Regions from separate parts of the Zea mays genome. Here regions 2 and 3 are each linked to region 1. The links are chromatin contacts, called in public Hi-C maps. All regions are on one chromosome and are shown on one strand. Each heading gives the region's core, a stretch centred on a gene start, on an enhancer-like site or on the middle of the called end of the contact. The rest is flanking DNA. Distances are from core to core; before and after follow the strand shown.

What was found. A called contact is a pair of places that touch in the nucleus more often than the background predicts.
Region 2: a contact with region 1 is called in a Hi-C map of tassel, with 3 times the contacts expected there. The contact joins the promoter of LOC103636296 here to the promoter of LOC542164 in region 1. A contact is called at or near these places in 3 of 25 Hi-C or Micro-C datasets (ear, leaf and tassel).
Region 3: a contact with region 1 is called in a Hi-C map of tassel, with 4 times the contacts expected there. The contact joins the promoter of LOC100272726 here to the promoter of LOC542164 in region 1. A contact is called at or near these places in 2 of 25 Hi-C or Micro-C datasets (ear and tassel).

The regions. Positions count from the first base shown.
Region 1 is chr8:164,965,417-164,968,130 of Zm-B73-REFERENCE-NAM-5.0, forward strand. It overlaps LOC542164 (elongated mesocotyl 1), which reads left to right and starts at 1,429. Exons shown (of 8, transcript NM_001111786.1): 1 at 1,429-1,584. The coding sequence starts at 1,477.
Region 2 is chr8:164,800,996-164,803,823 of Zm-B73-REFERENCE-NAM-5.0, forward strand. LOC103636296 (calmodulin binding protein PICBP) reads right to left here and starts at 1,325. Exons shown (of 3, transcript XM_008658652.3): 1 at 233-1,325; 2 at 1-130. The coding sequence starts at 1,010. It also overlaps the pseudogene LOC103637457.
Region 3 is chr8:165,188,688-165,191,553 of Zm-B73-REFERENCE-NAM-5.0, forward strand. It overlaps LOC100272726, which reads left to right and starts at 1,407. Exons shown (of 2, transcript NM_001147179.1): 1 at 1,407-1,916. The coding sequence starts at 1,419.

The DNA.
Region 1 (2,714 bases), core at 179-2,678:
TCGCCCCAACAGTGAACATGCAGTCTGAGAACTTGGGTGCGTCTATCTACTAGAAGATATGTACGGAAATCCTGTCACAAGTTGCTTACTATTACTTTTCACAACACCCATATGTACTCCGTGTGGTGGTGTCAACGGTAGAGAGCGGCAAAATGAGAAATTTTTCGTCATCTATACATGAGAGTATAGATGACAACGGTCTATCGGGGAATAGCCCCGTCTCAGTTCTAGTGGCGAAAAATTTTACCCACTAGAATCTCTAGGAACCTCTTTCCCATCCACGTTTTCCGAGGGGATAAATTCTGACAGGGATCCCGTCTCGTCTTAGGGCTCGTTTGAAGTGGAGGATTTTTTTTCGTTTCATGTGTTTTTCGTGTAAAAATGAACTCATTTTCTATTTACATACCATAGGAGATGAAAGCTTCCCTTTTCCATTCTGTAAAAGCTAGTTTGGGAGTAAAAAACCGGAGAGGATTAGATGTGCTAAAATCTTATTCTTATTCAAAATTGAATAAGCAGAGGATTTTATCCTCTTTAACCCCCTCCATTTTTATGGCTCTCAAACTAGACATAATAAAAAAATTTACCCCGGAGAATTGAGGATGGAGGTCATTGCCATCTCCGTCTTGGAGGCTGGCTGAGACAGGTTGAAGTGAGGGCGACCAGCAACAAGAGGAATACACGCATGAGTTGGAGCAATAATCGTTGCTACGTGTCACAATGAAAATCTAAACAATTTTGATGAATCGACCGATAACAAGACATACAATTTAATTTTATCTTTCTTGAAACGCACTACAAAATACGCAAACATTTCGTGCACATTTTGCTCTTACGAGTGAGTGTTTAGGAAGACTAGTTTGACATGTCTACCAATCGATATGGGTTTGTTTAGAAGAACGATAATGATGGGCTAAAGTCAAACAAGGTATAAAAGTCACGTGAGATATCTCACTATTCATAATTACTTCCTCCATCTTAAATTACAAGCCACTCAATCTTTTTTACCAGAAGTCAGAGTATCTTAAGTTTGACAAATTTATATAACAAGACAATGTTATTTATGGTACGAAATTAGTATTATTAAAGTTTTTTATCAATTGTATTTTTATAGCATACAGATTTTTATACCATAAGTATCTGTAATATTTTCTATAAGTTTGATCAAATCTGAGATGTTTTGATTTTCTAAAAAATATAAAATAGCTTATAATTTAGAACGGGGAGATTAGTTCACCCACAAACAAAAAGAATAATGAACGTAAGCACCATTCAAAGTAGATGATGGTTACAAATTTACATCACATATTAATTAGCTACAACGCTGGTACGCAAGACGAAAGCTTTTCTTTTCCGAAAAAAATCCGTGACGAAAGCTTGTGGATGCAAACGGAAAGGTCCCCGCGTACGTGTGGCTTTTTCCCACCCTGCCTCTCTGCTCTTCCCAAGCTCCATCCCCTTGCTCTCACCACTGAAATGAGCGGCGGCGGCGGCCTTGGGTCCGGCTGCTCGTACCAGAAGTTCGTCCACTTCGCGCTGGAGCAGACCCGCCACCGCTCCACTCTCGTCCCCCACCCGTCCCAGGTTCTTGCTCGCCCCAACTACTTACTCTCATATACGTTCTTCAGCTGCCTGACAGCCTGAGCTACTAGCTATGGGCTCCCGTTTCTTCCATTGAAGGGGAGCTCTAGCTCTGGATTCATGGAGATTTTGATACAATTACTGTTCCAACTTGCCACATGCCACCGCATCTACGAATAGTGAGAAAAGCTCTGCTGGTTTTTCGTGGCTGCTCATGTGAGAATGTCCTCCCTTAAGCTTAGCAGGATCGTTCAAACAGAGCTAGATGCTCCTAGTAGCTGCTTTGGAAAAGTTTGGGATGAACCTTTTGTGCTTGATCTCAGTCTGATTGTGCATGCTCCTACCATCAACGAATCCATTGCTCTGTAACCTGGAAATCAGTCTGCTTGTTTGTAGATAGGTTAATCTAGAAGTTTGTTTTTTAGTCATTTTTTACATACCGGCATAGTACTGATCTGACTGGGAAGTTTTTTTTTTCTTTACCTGTTTACTTTTTTCGGTAATGGAAGCCTTTGCAAAAATTCAAGACAGTTGCACTGAGAGCAACTCCAATAGTTCTCTAAAAGACTTCCTAAATCAATAATTTAGGTAGTTAACATGAAAACTATTCTCCAACAATTCTCCAACAGTTTTCTAAATGAACTTTCTAAATTTAACAACTTGTCATCTAACCTCATTTTCTCTCTACATTTAGCAACCATTTAACAACTCCCTAAACAAAAATGTTGACTGCATTATATAGTTTTTGTGACTTATTTTTTATGTGGATAAATACAAAACAAAATTACAACATATATTTAGAGAACTATTGGAGAACTCACATTTTTTTTACTCCAAAAGCCATTTAGCAACTTCTTAAATCTGTGATTTAGAGAGCTAAAATTTACATAACTATTGGAGTTGCTCTGAGAGCGATAAGACACGATCATCTTGAACACGCCACGATCTCTGTAACAGGATGCACACAGCCCATAGAGAAGTGTTTCAAAGAGCACAAACAGACTATTGTTAGTTTTAAGGGGTGTTTGGTTTCTAGAGACTAATTTTTAGTCCCTCCATTTTATTATATTTTAGTTCCTAAATTGCTAGATACAATATTTGACAATTTAGGAACTAAAATAGAATAAAATTGA
Region 2 (2,828 bases), core at 75-2,574, 160 kb before region 1:
CCGTTCTGCTGCTGAGAGGATGCTGCTGCATAGGCACAGGCAGAGCTAACATCTTCAAAGCTTATCCCACTGAGCGAGCTGGAAACGCTATCGACCGACGATTCCTTTGGAGCACCACCACCCACGCCACCTGCAAAATCGCCATATGGTTCGTCATGCATCAAGGACTGCTGCTCGATTCCAACGTGCGCACGAGCGATACGGTTCGCGGAAACATTGCTGGAAACCTCACCTTGAGGATTGTTTCCTCCGTGTTTAACGTCCAGCTCCTCGGAGATGTCAGACCTGCAGTCACCCATGTCCTCCCCTCCATGGTCCACCAAGGTCTTCTTCTCCTCAAGGCCGCGATGCTTGGTCGTCCCCGACGGCTCAAACGAGCCAGCCGAGATCACGTCGCTGGACGCGCAGGACCCGTCCACGGAAGCAGCGCCCGAACCCTCCGCGTCGCCACCGCAGCAGCCCAGGGGACCGAACACGACGTGCTCCGTCCGCCCCACTTCGTCGGACGAGAGATCGCTGCTGGTCACGTCCGAGCCGGCGCGTATCTCGACGAAGTAGCCGCTTCCGTGACCGGCGGCGGCGTTGCGGAACGGCGAGGCGCCCTTGAGCTTCATGCGCTGCTGCGTCTTGATGAGCCGCCTCCGCGCCGCCACGAAGGCGCCCAGGGGCGGCACGGGTGCTGCCGCGTGGGCGTGGCCCTTGAAGGAGCAGTACGCGTAGGGGCAGGCGTCCGCCGACCCGGCGGCCCCGGGCCCCTTCATGGCGGAGGAGCACGTGGCCCTGCACGCGCGCAGCGCCGCAGCCGTCAGCACCGCCTTCTCTCTCCCTGGCTGAGGATGCGGCGCGGCGGCGGCGCTGGACCTGGCGCCGGAGCAGGTCGTCGCCCTCATGTAGTTGGGGGCCGGCGGCGCCGGGGCCATGCCGCCAGAGCGACCCCTGCTTCCCGGACCCCCGGCCGGCACGGCGCTGGGGTCTTTGGGCTTCTTGCGCGCTGGCTTCCTCAGCACCATGGCGCGGGGACTTATTGGTTTCTTGGAGCGGTCCGGGACTCCGGGTTGCTTATCCGAGCGGCGACCGAGGGAAGGGAGGCAGGCAAGGCAAGGCCAAAGAAAGGGAAGGTTTCGCTGAACTCCTGGACGGGCAAGGGTTGGGGCGACGCGAACAAGGAAGGTCAGGTGGTGGTGATCGTTGCGAGATTCGGGTTCCTTTGGATTCGGAAGGGGGCGGCGGCGGCGAGGGCGGCGTGGCTGGACGCTTTCAAGAATCGTCCAAGAAGCGTTCGGACTTCGGAGGGGAGCTGGATTTTGAATGCGTTCGTCGTATCTTCTGTGGCGCAGGGACCCTGTGCACCGGGTCATGTGGCGTCCCTCATCCGTTATCATATTCGAAGGTCCAAAAGAACTTCGCAGCCAGGAATTCCGGTTAAATCCAACAGACTTTACAGAAATCAATTTAGTTTTATAGAAAAACCACAAATTTTTTTTAAAAAAAATCGTCACGCTCCAATGATTGATAATTGGATGGTTAAAAGAACATTTAAGCGGGCTCTTATCTCTTGGGAGAGGAGATGACTAGCAAACAATTGCATCATACATATGCATAGCATTGCCGTCCTGCACGAAACAAAAAAAGAAATCCAGAGGGTAAATGGCAGGTTGGCGACAAGAACAACGAACAAATGCAAGCGTTGGATAGTAGTAATACAGTACAGCTGCCTCAGGCTTGGCCATATGGACACGGGACGAGTGTAGAGCGCGTAGTGTTCATCCCGACGGAGCAACAGAGAACGCAAAGCAAGTGTTGCTTTGTACATTACAATTCTGATATAGCAAGTCAAACAACTTTGAATATGATTGTTTTATATAAATTTACTGAACTGGTCTTAAAGTTCATAAAGCTAAGCTAGTTTTTTGTGAAGCTGAGCAGTGTCAAACATATTGTTAGTTAAATTTCAGATGCTTTGGCTAAGTCTAAAACAAAATTACATTATTTACCAGACGGGAGTAGTACATTATTAAAGGGAAGTAGAAACAATAGAAGTTCATGGCCCAACCATGAACAAGAAGGCCCAAATATGTTATGGGCCATCTCAATAGGTGGTAGGCTCGGCCCGAAGCAACTTAAGCCAGCTGCAACTGATGACTGAAGAAAGGCATACATAATAATATCACTGATAACACAAGTCATTCTCTTGGAGAAGAAGAAGCAAGAAAGATATATGCATGCTGACAGCTCTTTGTCGTCGAGACATTAATTTGTATGGCCAAGCTAACATAGCTAGCTACTCCAGAAAGGAGAAAGCAGATAAAATTATGATGTTAAGCTCATCTGCCATTTCGCCAGCCCGTTCGTGCACCGTGCTGAGGCCGCCCTGCGCATCAAGGGAGTGCCCTACGAGTTCATCCAAGAAGACCTGCTGGAGAACAACCCCATCCACAAGAAGGTGCCGGTGCTGCTGCACGGCGACCGCGCCGTCTGCGAGTCCCTCGTCATCGTGAAGTACGTCGCCCCTCCTCCCCAGCGACCCCGCCGGCCGCGCTGCCGCTCGTTTCTGGGCTCAATACCAAGGTACATATGCTTCATCGTTACTGCAGTCCTGTTCAGTATGCATTTGCATGCGTTATCTGAATTACTGATGAACGCGCGCAGTGCCGGCCGGAGGCCGTTAGTTCTGTCTTTCTTGACGGAGGGCGAGCTGCGGGAGGGGTTCCTCCAGGAGACGAAGAAGAACCTGGCGCTCCTGGAGGCGCAGCTTGACGGCAAGAGGTTCTTTGGTGGCGACTCCGTCGGCTACCTGGACATAGCACTCAGTGGACTGTCTCGTTGGA
Region 3 (2,866 bases), core at 157-2,656, 220 kb after region 1:
TAACGAAACCAGTCGTTCTTTTTTTAATCACTCCTTCGTTCTGGCTCTTAGTATGTGCTACAGGGCCAGCGCAGGCAAGAGCCCGAGCAGCAGATAATTCGATCATTTATGGCATTTCTAATTTATAAGGTCAAACTGCCGAAGCAAGTAACTCTTTTGATTTCCATCGCACGCTACGTCCTCCTGCCATTTTAAATTGCAAATTGTTTACTGTTATTTGTAGATGAGTATTATTATGTTATTATATACGCAATACGCAGTACTCTGTTCAGATATATAATAAAAGTTGTATATTCATAAAAAAATAGAAGTGACGGATTAGGGCTCCGTTTGGAAGCAACCGAGGTTTTAAGGTAAAAAAATTAATTTTTTAGCTAGCAGAGACCAGTTTCTTGGTTTTTAAGAAACTGAGAATCTAATTTTTATAAACTAAATTATAAACTGGTATGTTTAGAACCATCTTAATTTATATAAACCAGTTTCTTAAAAATCAGGGCTTAAGTAATTTAGAATGGAACGAGGTGGCTGCAAATGCTTGGTTTGAAGTTGTGAGCGTGCATGTTACGTACCAGATTACATTAATCTGGATCTGCCCTGACATGCAACATATTTTAAGCGCACCAATTATATATGCCCCCAGGCGGGCAGGACAGCCACCCGGATTGCCTCCTCTTCCCCCCATATACATACGCCTCAACCCCCTCCCTTGCGACACAGCCTTGAGCCTCCCCTCCCCTCCAAAAAAATCTCCATCGGCATGGGCTGGCACATACAGTAACAGTAGCCTAGCCTCCAGTCCACCTCTCTCTCTCTCTTTCTCTGGAGAGAGACGCGCAAGAGAAAGAGGGGGGAGGACGGAGGGAAAAGAAGCAGAAAAAAAAGTAACAAACAAGTAGCAGTAGTGAAGAAGCAGAACCGAAGGGATCGGATCGGAGGAGGAAGTGGTGGTGAGTGGTGACAGACAGCCAGACAGAAGAGAAGAAGAAGAAGAAGGAGCTGATGACGCAAAGAGATGGGGAGGAAGGATGCAGCGCAGGCGGCGGCTCGAGTTTGAGCAGCTGCGTCTGCGTGCAGCAGGACCACAGCTGATCGAGCCAAGAAAGCAGCTGCTGCGTCGGTGGCAGTCGCCGAAGCAGCAGGTGCCAAAGCGATCGAGCTGCTCTCTGTCCGTGCTGGTCCCCGTCCCCCTCGCCTCTCTAGTCTCCACTCCACCTCCTCTCATCCATCCATCCACCCACCCAATTCGGCAGCAGCCTCCGCCGCCACACTAGCTAGCACTAGCAGTACCACCCGCGCCGCTAGTCGCTACCAGCTAGCGACTGAATCCCAGCAAGGGGGGACCGGGCCAGGATCGGAGGCGGGAGATCGACCGACCCGAGTAGAGTCAGGCAGCAGCTGCTTGGCGCGGCCGCCCGCCCATGGAGGACACCCTCAAGTCGCTGTCCATGGACTACCTCAACCTGCTCATCAACGGGCAGGCCTTCAGCGACGTCACGTTCAACGTGGAGGGCCGCCTCGTGCACGCGCACCGCTGCATCCTGGCCGCGCGCAGCCTCTTCTTCCGCAAGTTCTTCTGCGGCGCCGAGCAGGCCGCCGCCGGGCCCGGCGCGCTGCTGCTGGACCACCTCAGCCCGCGTTCCCCGTCCGGCACCTCCTCCCCGCGCGGCGCCTCCGCCGCCGCGCCGGGCGCCGCCGTCATACCCGTCAACTCCGTCAGCTACGAGGTGTTCCTGCTGCTGCTGCAGTTCCTCTACAGCGGCCAGGTGTCCCTGGTGCCGCAGAAGGGGGAGCCCCGGCCGGGCTGCGGCGAGCGCGCGTGCTGGCACACGCACTGCGCCGCCGCCGTCGACCTCGCGCTCGACACGCTCGCCGCCGCACGCTCCTTCGGCGTCGAGGAGCTCGCGCTCCTCACCCAGGTAACCAATAATTCGAGCGTCTCCCTCGCTCGCTCCCTCTCTCCGACTTCAATTCTTGATTTGCTGGTTTCTTCTCCATTGCTGGTGGCTCCTGTTCTTCTTCCTGCTCCCCTTCTCCGTCCAGCCGGACGAAAGATAAATAATTAATTAAAAGGGAGAAAACGGAAGAAAAAAACGGCTTCCAATTTATTTTTCGCGTCTGCTACTCGAGGGAATTGAGGATTATTGTGGGGATCAAGATGGGAGTTGGGGTTGGTTATGTTGGGATTGCCGAGCATTCTGCAGCATTATATTGATTTGATCTCGCTCTGTACCCCTCCTGCTTCCGCTCCGCCGTCCGCCCTTTTTAAATGAAGTGAAGGATGATGAGCCGCGGCAGTACCAGCAGGCAGGCGCGCCAGGCACCGGGCAGGGAGTGGTCGGCCTTCTTCGTCGCCGCCGCCCTGCGCATGCACGCGTGCGAACCTGTGCGCTCCTTGCTCTCTTTCTCCCGTTGTCCATCCATCATCCATCCATCTTTCTGTCCGTCCGTCGGCCTGCTGCTGCGGCTGCCGCGCTTTCTCCTTTCTCCCTTAGGGTTCGTTGCACGGAGATCTCACTTTATCTTTCCACCACTGTAGGAGAGGTGAAGAGGCATCGTCTTCTTTTATCTCTCCCTATCTACCACATCCGAATGAAACGCCATTGCTGCCTCACTTCTCTTCTCTTTTATGGCCACGCCTACCGCCCACGCTCACCACTGTTGCAGCGCAAGCAGCACGGGTTGATAGTGGATGGCTTTGGCTTTCCGTCGTGCAGTGCAAGGGCAACGTACTGCAAGGTTGTGCAATTTGCTAGCATGCATCCTGCTGTCAGCTGGAAAGAAAGAAAGAAAAAAAATCGTTCTTTCAGTTTTCCGTCCCCTGATTTGCAATTTCTGTCTAGGGTTTCGTCATGCTGGCCGGGCTGGG